Regions from separate parts of the Xenopus tropicalis genome. Here region 2 is linked to region 1. The links are chromatin contacts, called in public Hi-C maps. All regions are on one chromosome and are shown on one strand. Each heading gives the region's core, a stretch centred on a gene start, on an enhancer-like site or on the middle of the called end of the contact. The rest is flanking DNA. Distances are from core to core; before and after follow the strand shown.

Region 1 (4,308 bases), core at 727-3,226:
GTCCATAACTGTTATTGCTTCTCTGTTACTACTGCTGTTTCTGATTCCTCTTGTTTATTGCTGGGTTTCCCTAGGTGTCCCTGCTGGAATATCGCAAGCGAAAACAGGAGGCAAAAGAGGTGATTTCATCCCCTGTGGGAGACATATTTCGCTGTGTGGGGACCCCAACTCGCCAGAGCAGCAATGGGTCCTTATCTGACACAGACTTGTCAAGTTCCTTGCACCTTCAAGCCCAGTCTTCTCCACATAGCGGCTTTTCTTCTCCTGCCCATCCCTCAATGCCTCAGATAGAGGATGTTAGCCCTCCAGACACAAAGACTTCAGGCCCTTCTGTATCTCACAGCAAGCATTCTGAGAACATCAGCAGCAGGTGGTAGGTGTCTCTTCCATGGTTTTTATAGCTCTGCTTGTGCATTGCTCAGCGTGCAGGTTTACATTAATTTCTCCCTTCCAGGATGGTCCCAACTTCAGTGGAACGGCTGCGCGAGGGGCAGGGCATTCTGGAACGGGTTCTGCGCAGTGGGGTGAAGGTGTCGCACATTGGAGAACCTTCCCCTTCTAGAGACATCAGTGCAGATAGAGACCCTGGTAAGTGCCACTGTCTAGAGCAAACATTCAGTGCCACTATTATCTTGTAGTAAAGATAACCATAGCCAGTACTATGTTTAAAAAGATCATGTTTCCCTTTAAGGATAAAATTAGCGTTCCCAGGGGTAAGCTGATCTTAATATAATTTTATTATAATTGCTTTAGCCTTTGAGCAGCACTTGTATAAAGGGATGCTGTATTTATTGTTGCATGAATGGAAAAAATGTCAGGGCCACAGGCTTTAATGATCTCGCTTTGTGTCTCTTTTCTTACTGTTAGCATTGTTAGTATGTTAAATACAACAATGAATTTCTGCTTCTTTACACAGAGGAGGGAGACCCAGAGATGCCTAGCATGGCTGTCACCAAAGGACCAAGCGTTTATAGCCCTTCCAGATACAGTTACCAGGTAATGTCAACACATTAGACATGTATTCAACAAAACCGAAACAGACTGACAATGCAAAATGTGTAGAAAGCAGCGGCAAGCTTGAAAAGTCAGAAAATAAAACATAGGTGGCAAGCATGGAAAGGCAGGATGGGGCTCAGTAGAAGGCAAGGAGGTGGGTTGGCAGTGAGGCCATAATAAAGTGGACAAAAAGAGAAATTTTAATAAGGGGATATTCCGGTTTGGGAATTGTACTTTGTAGATCATAATAGCAGTTATAGGGATAATTTTCTCATGCCCAGTATCATCTGCCAGAGCTTCCTTCCTTATCTCTGTTTATATGTATGTTTTACAGCAAGTCCTCCAGTGTGACAGTCCTCAACCAGAGTCCCTCAACCTCCTTTCTCAGAGTTCATCCCCTTTCCGAGGACCCGCAGCACAGTCCCACGGCTACAGCTATCGGACACCTCAAAGAGCAGGACATCCGCTGCCCGATTCCTCTGTCATTTCCGGCTCATATTCAAGTCCTGCTCACACTGCTTCCATGGACTCCCCAACCACCCAGTGTTCAGGTGGTCCTGGCTTTTATAATAGCCAGCAGCTTTACGGGAGCAACGCCGGCACAGGCCAGCCAAGGAAGAGCTTCCATCACAGAGGCCCCAGCTGTGAGGCAAGTCCAGCTCAGTTGCTCAGGACAGACTCTCTACCCACAGACTCTCAGCCCAGCACTGGGGCATCTAGCAACTCCAGCACCACGCAAGGATCAAGATCGGACTCACGAACTATTACGCTGCCCAGCCCTGGACACCAAAGTTCCAGGATATCTGCAATGTCCAGTCCCCAGCATTGCCCTCAACGTGTGGCTGGGGTGCAACAGTACCGGCTGCAGCAGGTTCAAGGATCAGGAGTGAAGTCTCAGACTGGCTTTTCCTAGAACTGACACTTAATGGAGAAGCAGGACAGCACTAGCCCATCAGCCATTCCGATTCCCTCCACAAGATGGGGTGGTTTTATTAATGGCTCTGGCCAGCACCTAAGGAGCTGCGTTGTATGAGTCTTAGACTTGAAGCAGGCGGAAAGTAGCCTTGCGAGTAGCGAACACCCCTACTTTCCACACACAAACATTGCAGAGACTTCACATACCATGATCACAGGAACGATGCGAATATTATGCATCATGCAATTATTTTTTGTTTTCCTTTTGTGTCACCAGAAATCTCCTCTAGTCTCTTGTGCAGTAAAGGACAAATTTTTTTACATGATTAAAAAAAAAAAAAAAAAAAAAATCTTCAAATTAAAAGTGAATTAAAAAGGGGGAGTAGAAGAAGTTTAAAGAAGCACCTATATTTGTAGCATCGGGTTATAACATTTTGGAGATTGGGTGGGGGGAAAAAAATGATGGGAGGATCTTTTATGGCCATTCATTCCAGGCACACATGTTTGTTAGCCGTTCGCTCTGTTCTGGGTGTCACCACTTCTGATTGGCTATAGCGCTCTTGCAGAGGATCGCGGAAGTGAAGCTATGGTTTTGCTTTTTGTTGCTTTTTTTTTTTTAGATTTTAATTTTTATTATGATATATACAGAACAGATAGTGCTGTAAATCTGTACGGGCTTGTAAGTTTCTGCGTTTAGCCATTTTTACTGAAATGTTATAATTCCCAGCGATTAACTGCACGGAACACGTTTTCCACCAAATCCAGATTGCTTAAATGGCCACTATACTCTATTGTTTTCTAAATAGGGGACAAACATGTGCTTGGCATAGTTTCATGTATCTTTCTGTACAGGGTAAGAGAATCCTAGCATGGCTGTCCCTGCCCTGGGGAGGGCTATTTGTGGCTCTGTTCCATAGGCCACAACCCCATAAAACAGTCAGGGGATTAAAAGGAGGTTTATCCAAGTCACCAAGGAAGATCATGGCTACTGAAGCTAGTGCTTCCCAAACTGTGGGGCTGCCTGTCCCTCCTGGGATATGTCCGTAAGGGTGAAATTTGTGCAGAATGCCTGTTTGCTCTCCTGGATACACCTGAAAGCCCAATTTAAAGGTCAGGTTGAGATTGGGGTAAGTGCTTATTTCCATTTACCCTCAATCTGTAGCCTCATAATGAGCTAAGGAGGACTAAATGTTGGAACTCAAAGATGGGCTTTGACTGAAAAAAGGCACAGGCTTCGGCAAGCTAAAAGTAACAGCTTAATAGGAACTGATGGGGGTGCAAAATCATATTAAATATGCATCCATCTCTTAATATTTCCATTTGGCTATTCAGTGGAGTTGAAAGTGAAGCTATAGTGGCCCTTTAAGATAAAAGGATGTTGTCTGTTCGCTAAAATGCCTATGAGATATGTGTACAGAACACCAACAAGGTGGCAGTTAAAGGAACAGTATATATTATGTACTGTTGCCCTACGCTGGTAAAAGTTGCATGTTTGCTTCAAAAACCTTACAATAGACTATATAAACAAAGCGGCTGTGTAGCCATGGGGGCAGCTATTCAAATTGAAATTAGGAGAAAAGGCACAGGTTACATAGCAGCTAACAGATAAGTTGTGAGCTTCCCATTGAATTTTACAGCATTTATCTGTTATCTATGTAACCTGAGCTTCCTTTTTTCCCAGCCTAAATGGCTGCCCCCATGGCTAAAGGTCCCCATACACGGGCCGATTATAGCTGCCGATATCAGTCCCTTGGATCGATTCGGCAGCTTATCGGCCCGTGTAGGGGCAGAACCGAGGGGCCTGCCCGACTGATATCTGGCCTCAAATTGGCCAGATATCGATCGGCCAGGTTAGAAAATCCAGTCGGATCGGGGACCGCATCGGCTTGTTGATGCGGTCCCTGAACCGACTGCCCCATTGGCGCGTGCAGAATTCCATCGTTTGGCCTACATGCCTCCCCGATATCGCCACCCGTAGGTGGGGATTTCGGGTGAAGATCCGCTCGCTTGGCGACATCGCCAAGCGAGCGGATCTGCCCGTGTATGGCCAGCTTAACACAGAAGCTTTCTGTATATAAACAATAGTAGGGTTTTTGAAGCAAACACACAGCTTTTACCAGTGCAGGGTAACAATACATTTTATTTTACTTATTTTTAATTTTAAAATATTTTTATTTTTTTTGGTGTTACTGTTTCTTTAAACCGCTATCTATTTGTTGTCCGGTTAGCAAATAAGAATCTTTTGATAGTCCGACAGCCTAACTAATAGCTGCCCTAACTCGGCGGGGTGTGCATGGTAGATGGCTGTATATATGCTTGATACTGTACTATACGCACTATAAAGCAAGAGTATATGCTCTGTAGAAGGTTAATCCTTGGCAATGTGTCGCATTGCAG
Region 2 (4,308 bases), core at 719-3,218, 95 kb before region 1:
AAAGGGCCCCTTAAGGGAAAAATATAGGTAAAAGCTAAGACATACTATATTCTGTCACAATCTGTATATACTGTATATTCTTGGTCCACACACAGATCTTCAGCTTTTAGTCCCACTGAAGGCTGTCAGGAAGATTTCAAGACTTTTTTTTACAATGCTTATGGAAGTTGGTGGAAATATTTTGGAACCAGAATTTACATCCTGTGGCTAGTTGGTACATGGGGTACTGCAGTTAGGAAAATGGGGCAAAGCAGCAGTGTGCAGGGTTTGAACAGATTATGGGAGGGTTTGGCATAATGGGGCATAGTTGGGATGGATCAGGGACAGAGAGATTTTTTTTTAATTAATTGTGGCTCCATTCTACTCAGGGGGCTCAGTTGAAAAACAGGCCAATATTTGCCCTGCTAACTTAGTACTGTGTTGCTGGTCCTAAGTGGGGCTGTACATGTACTGTTTCAAAAATAAATCAGAAGCCATGATTCCACACAGTCAGACTGGATTTCCCAGTGCTTTTTGATTAGACCAGTCTTCCATTTCTGAACCAGCTGTTCCTGTACTACATGAGAATATAAATTTTGGGGTTTTTTTTTTTGGAAATATCTGACCTTTCCTTTCCATTATATGCCTTGTTGGAAAGCAGGTAGAACCAGGGGCAGTAGATGTTTTTGGTTGGTGTGGCCAGGAGGGGGTGGATTTACGGCGCATGTAGCACGCCTCCGAAACTGTTGGACATGCCCACTTTTTGTGGCCAAAGAGAGCCCCCCTAAAGTCCACCCGCACCCGAGCTGCCTAACATACAGGCCCGGATTTGTGGAAAGGCCACAAAGGCCCGGGCCTAGGGCGGCATGCCGCCCCGCCGCAACAGAATTTTTAAATTTGGCTCCCATACGGAGCAGTCGGGACTTCTCCCCACTGCTCCGTATGCGCACTTAGGGGGAGAGGGCGCCGCGCGATTGCGTATGCGCACTCATGGGGGGGGGGCGGGGGCGGCCTCGGGGCGCCGCGAACTTAAATCCGGCCCTGCTAACATTAGGTCTATTGCTACACATCTGACCAATTTCAGTCACCGCAACTGGTGTGTTTTTCACACAGCAACTTACCACCCATCTGTCTTCGTCCTTAGCACCTACACAGGTTGTGTGTCAAACAAAATATAAAAAAATGTAATACAAATCTATGGTGAAAAAACCATTAGCGGGACCCCATGAGCAAAAGGTACAACATTCACTAAAGCAGACTTGTTTTAGGAAACATTATTAACTTTCTGTTGGGAAAATGATATTACTACGTGTATACTTGCATAGGAAAGTGTAATCAGATGGTCAAAATATCCATTCTCTATCACTACATTTATTACAATGATACAGCCCTCAGCTCTATATGAGTAGCCCCTGGGCACCAAGAGAGGGAGACAGGCCTGGTAGGAACCAATGACTGACCCCCACCCCACATTTTCATTAAGCCCTGGTATGGGGTACTGCAGGGCCAGCACTACAGGCATGGGTTACCCAGTGGCACTGTCTCCTAACACAATGTCTGTAAACCTTTTCATCAGGGAACCCAAAGTAATTAGCAGAATTTTCAACCAAAAGTTGATTTAAAACAGAAAGGCTGGCATCTTTTTCCCAGAAAAGGTGGCAACCCTAACGGTAGGATAAAATCTCTCATTATTATAAGGGACCACGGATGCTTCAAAGTACAGGCAGAGTTTGTGCTTTTATTTTTTGTAATTCTTTGATTATGGCTTTTAAATGTATTGACAATTCCATTAGGAGGAACGATTTGCAGAGAAAAATAAAATAATAAGACCAGGAACCGCCCATGAAAGAGAAGTACACACGCGTAGGGATATATTTATACCCATCATGCCCCGCGTTATAAATCCAATTCAACCTTCCACCACAGAAGCACAGTTTCCTCAGCGAATATCAATCCGCCGCCAGCCACAAGATGGCGCTCTCAGACTTTACAGATGCTGAATACTTCCGCCGCCTGTATGTAGTTCCGGACACGTGGTTCTAATTCTATCAGCGCATTACAGAGAAGGAGCGATCCGGCTTTACTGGGAATAAAGGAAAAAAAAAGAAAATACAAAACAAAGGGTACGCGCGTAGCCTACTAAGCAGCCCCCTCCTGTTGTTCAAGTCCAGCAGTGGGTTGTAGTTCAGCTGTTGCATTACATTTTCACATAGTGACTGGGGTAGGGGGGGAGCAGCGGGCCCTGCTCATACAGCTTACAGGCATGGTTCATGTATGTTTGTTCACAAACCCACTGCTCTCATTTACAGTGTGATGGAGACCTGTGAGCAAGAAAGCGCTGATGAAGCCCAGGGAGCTGTGGAGGTGAATATGGATTATTTGCTGCAGCTGAAGGAGCTCGATATCCCGGAGGAAGAAGCAAAAAAGGTGATTATGAGCCCCCTGCACCTCTGACTGTTTATTTGGTATAAAGGGAAAGGGGAGGAAGTGTCCTGTTGCACAGCTTCCTTATGTTTCATAAAGGAAGTCTTTGTTCCTTGTCCCCTCCCACATCTCCCATGTCCCCTCCCACATCTCCCATGCCCCTCCCACATCTCCCATAACTCCTCCCACATCTCCCTTAACTCCTCCCACATCTCCCTTAACTCCTCTCACATCTCCCATGCCCCTCCCACATCTCCCTTAACCCCTCCCACATCTCCCATGTACCCTCCCACATCTCCCTTAACTCCTCCCACATCTCCCTTAACTCCTCCCACATCTCCCATGTCCCCTCCCACATCTCCCATGCCCCCTCCCACATCTCCCTTAACTCCTCCCACATCTCCCATGTCCCCTCCCACATCTCCCTTAACTCCTCCCACATCTCCCATGTCCCCTCCCACATCTCCCTTAACTCCTCCCACATCTCCCTTAACTCCTCTCACATCTCCCATGTCCCCTCCCACATCTCCCATGTCCCCTCCCACATCTTCCATGTCCCCTCCCACATCTTCCATGTCCCCTCCCACATCTCCCATGCCCCCTCCCACATCTCCCTTAACTCCTCCCACAAACAACAATGTCTGTGCTTAGGTGCAACTGTGTAAAACCCCTGTGGCAAAAGAATAAGCAAGTGTTAAAGGAACAGTAACACCAAAAAATGAAAGAGCTTTAAAGTAATAAAAATATAATGCACTGTTGCCCTGCATTGGTAAAACTGGTGTGTTTGCTACAGTAACACTACTATAATTTATATAATAAGCTGCTGTGTAGCCATGGGGGCAGCCATTCAAGCTGGAAAAAAGGAGAAAAGGCACAGGTTACATAGCAGATAACAGATAAGTTCTGTAGAATACAATAGTGTTTTATCTGTTATCTGCTATGTGCCTGTGCCTTTTCTCCTTTTAATGGCTGCCCCCATGGCTACATAGCAGCTTATTTATATAAATTATAGTAGCCTTTCTGAAGTAAACACACAACTTTTACCAGTGCAGGGCAGCAGCACATTATATTTTAGTTACTTTTATACACTTTCACTTTTTGGTGTTACTGTTCCTTAAAGGTTGCCAAACGAGCGGATCTTCTCCCGATATCCCCACCTACAGGTGGGTGATATCGGGGAAAATGTATATAATTATATTGGCGGCAATGGGGCAGTCGGTTCGGGGACCACATCAAGGAGCCGATGCGGTCCCCAATCCGACTAAATCTTTTAACCTACCCGATCGATATCTGCCCAATTTCAGGCCAGGGCATGCCCCTCGTTCCTGCCCCTACACAGCCCGATAAGCTGCCGAATTGGTCCAAGGGACAGCTATCGGCAGCTACAATCGGCCTGTGTATGGATAAGATGAAGAGCATTGGTAGAAAAGATGGAGCCAGTAAGGGAGAAGACACACAGAGCTACTAGTTGCAGCTACTTGTTGTGGCTACTAAAATAGACAATGCTGATCGTTTACTGATTGTCTCTATGTGTGTTTTAGCAGAGGCAATTCTTAGTATTGTCTATGGCGAGAATTTTCTGGCGTCTAGTAGCCGTGAAAAAGTAGCTGCTACTAGTAGCTCAATGTGTCTTCACCCTAAGGGAAGAAAGGAAGAGTGACATAGAAAGAACGTTAGATTAGCGTAACATCACTTAGACAAAATGGTGGTTTCCTGATAGGAGTGTCTTTTATCAATCTACTATCAATCTAGCAATGGCAGTGTCCAGTACAGGTATGGAATCTATTGTCCATAGTCTATTCCATTGGGAATTGTGATTTTCTGGATAATTGGTATTTCTGTAACTTGGCTCACCAGCTACTGTAACATTTACTTTATTTAACTAGCCCAATAGGATTGTTTTGG

Evidence for each region. Hi-C and Micro-C count contacts between places; a contact is called where the count stands out from the background.
Region 2: a Hi-C map of neurula embryo shows a contact between it and region 1, with 2.4 times the contacts expected there. The contact joins the promoter of LOC100497652 here to the enhancer-like site in region 1. A contact is called at or near these places in 4 of 5 Hi-C or Micro-C datasets (gastrula embryo, liver, neurula embryo and 1 more).

The regions. Positions count from the first base shown.
Region 1 is chr4:139,059,144-139,063,451 of UCB_Xtro_10.0, reverse strand. It overlaps setd5 (histone-lysine N-methyltransferase SETD5), which reads left to right. Exons shown (of 24, transcript XM_004914108.4): 21 at 75-373; 22 at 455-588; 23 at 917-996; 24 at 1,331-2,899. The coding sequence ends at 1,909. Among named protein-coding and RNA genes, the nearest start is that of setd5, 56 kb to the left of the region's middle. Within about 2 kb of position 1,976, at least 1 of the 11 cell types and tissues checked has an H3K27ac peak or open chromatin away from gene starts, as enhancers often do. A contact at or near this core is called in neurula embryo, where this site is marked.
Region 2 is chr4:139,154,012-139,158,319 of UCB_Xtro_10.0, reverse strand. LOC100497652 (probable peptidyl-tRNA hydrolase 2) reads left to right here and starts at 1,968. Exons shown (of 7, transcript XM_002938388.5): 1 at 1,968-2,102; 2 at 2,289-2,406. The coding sequence starts at 2,293.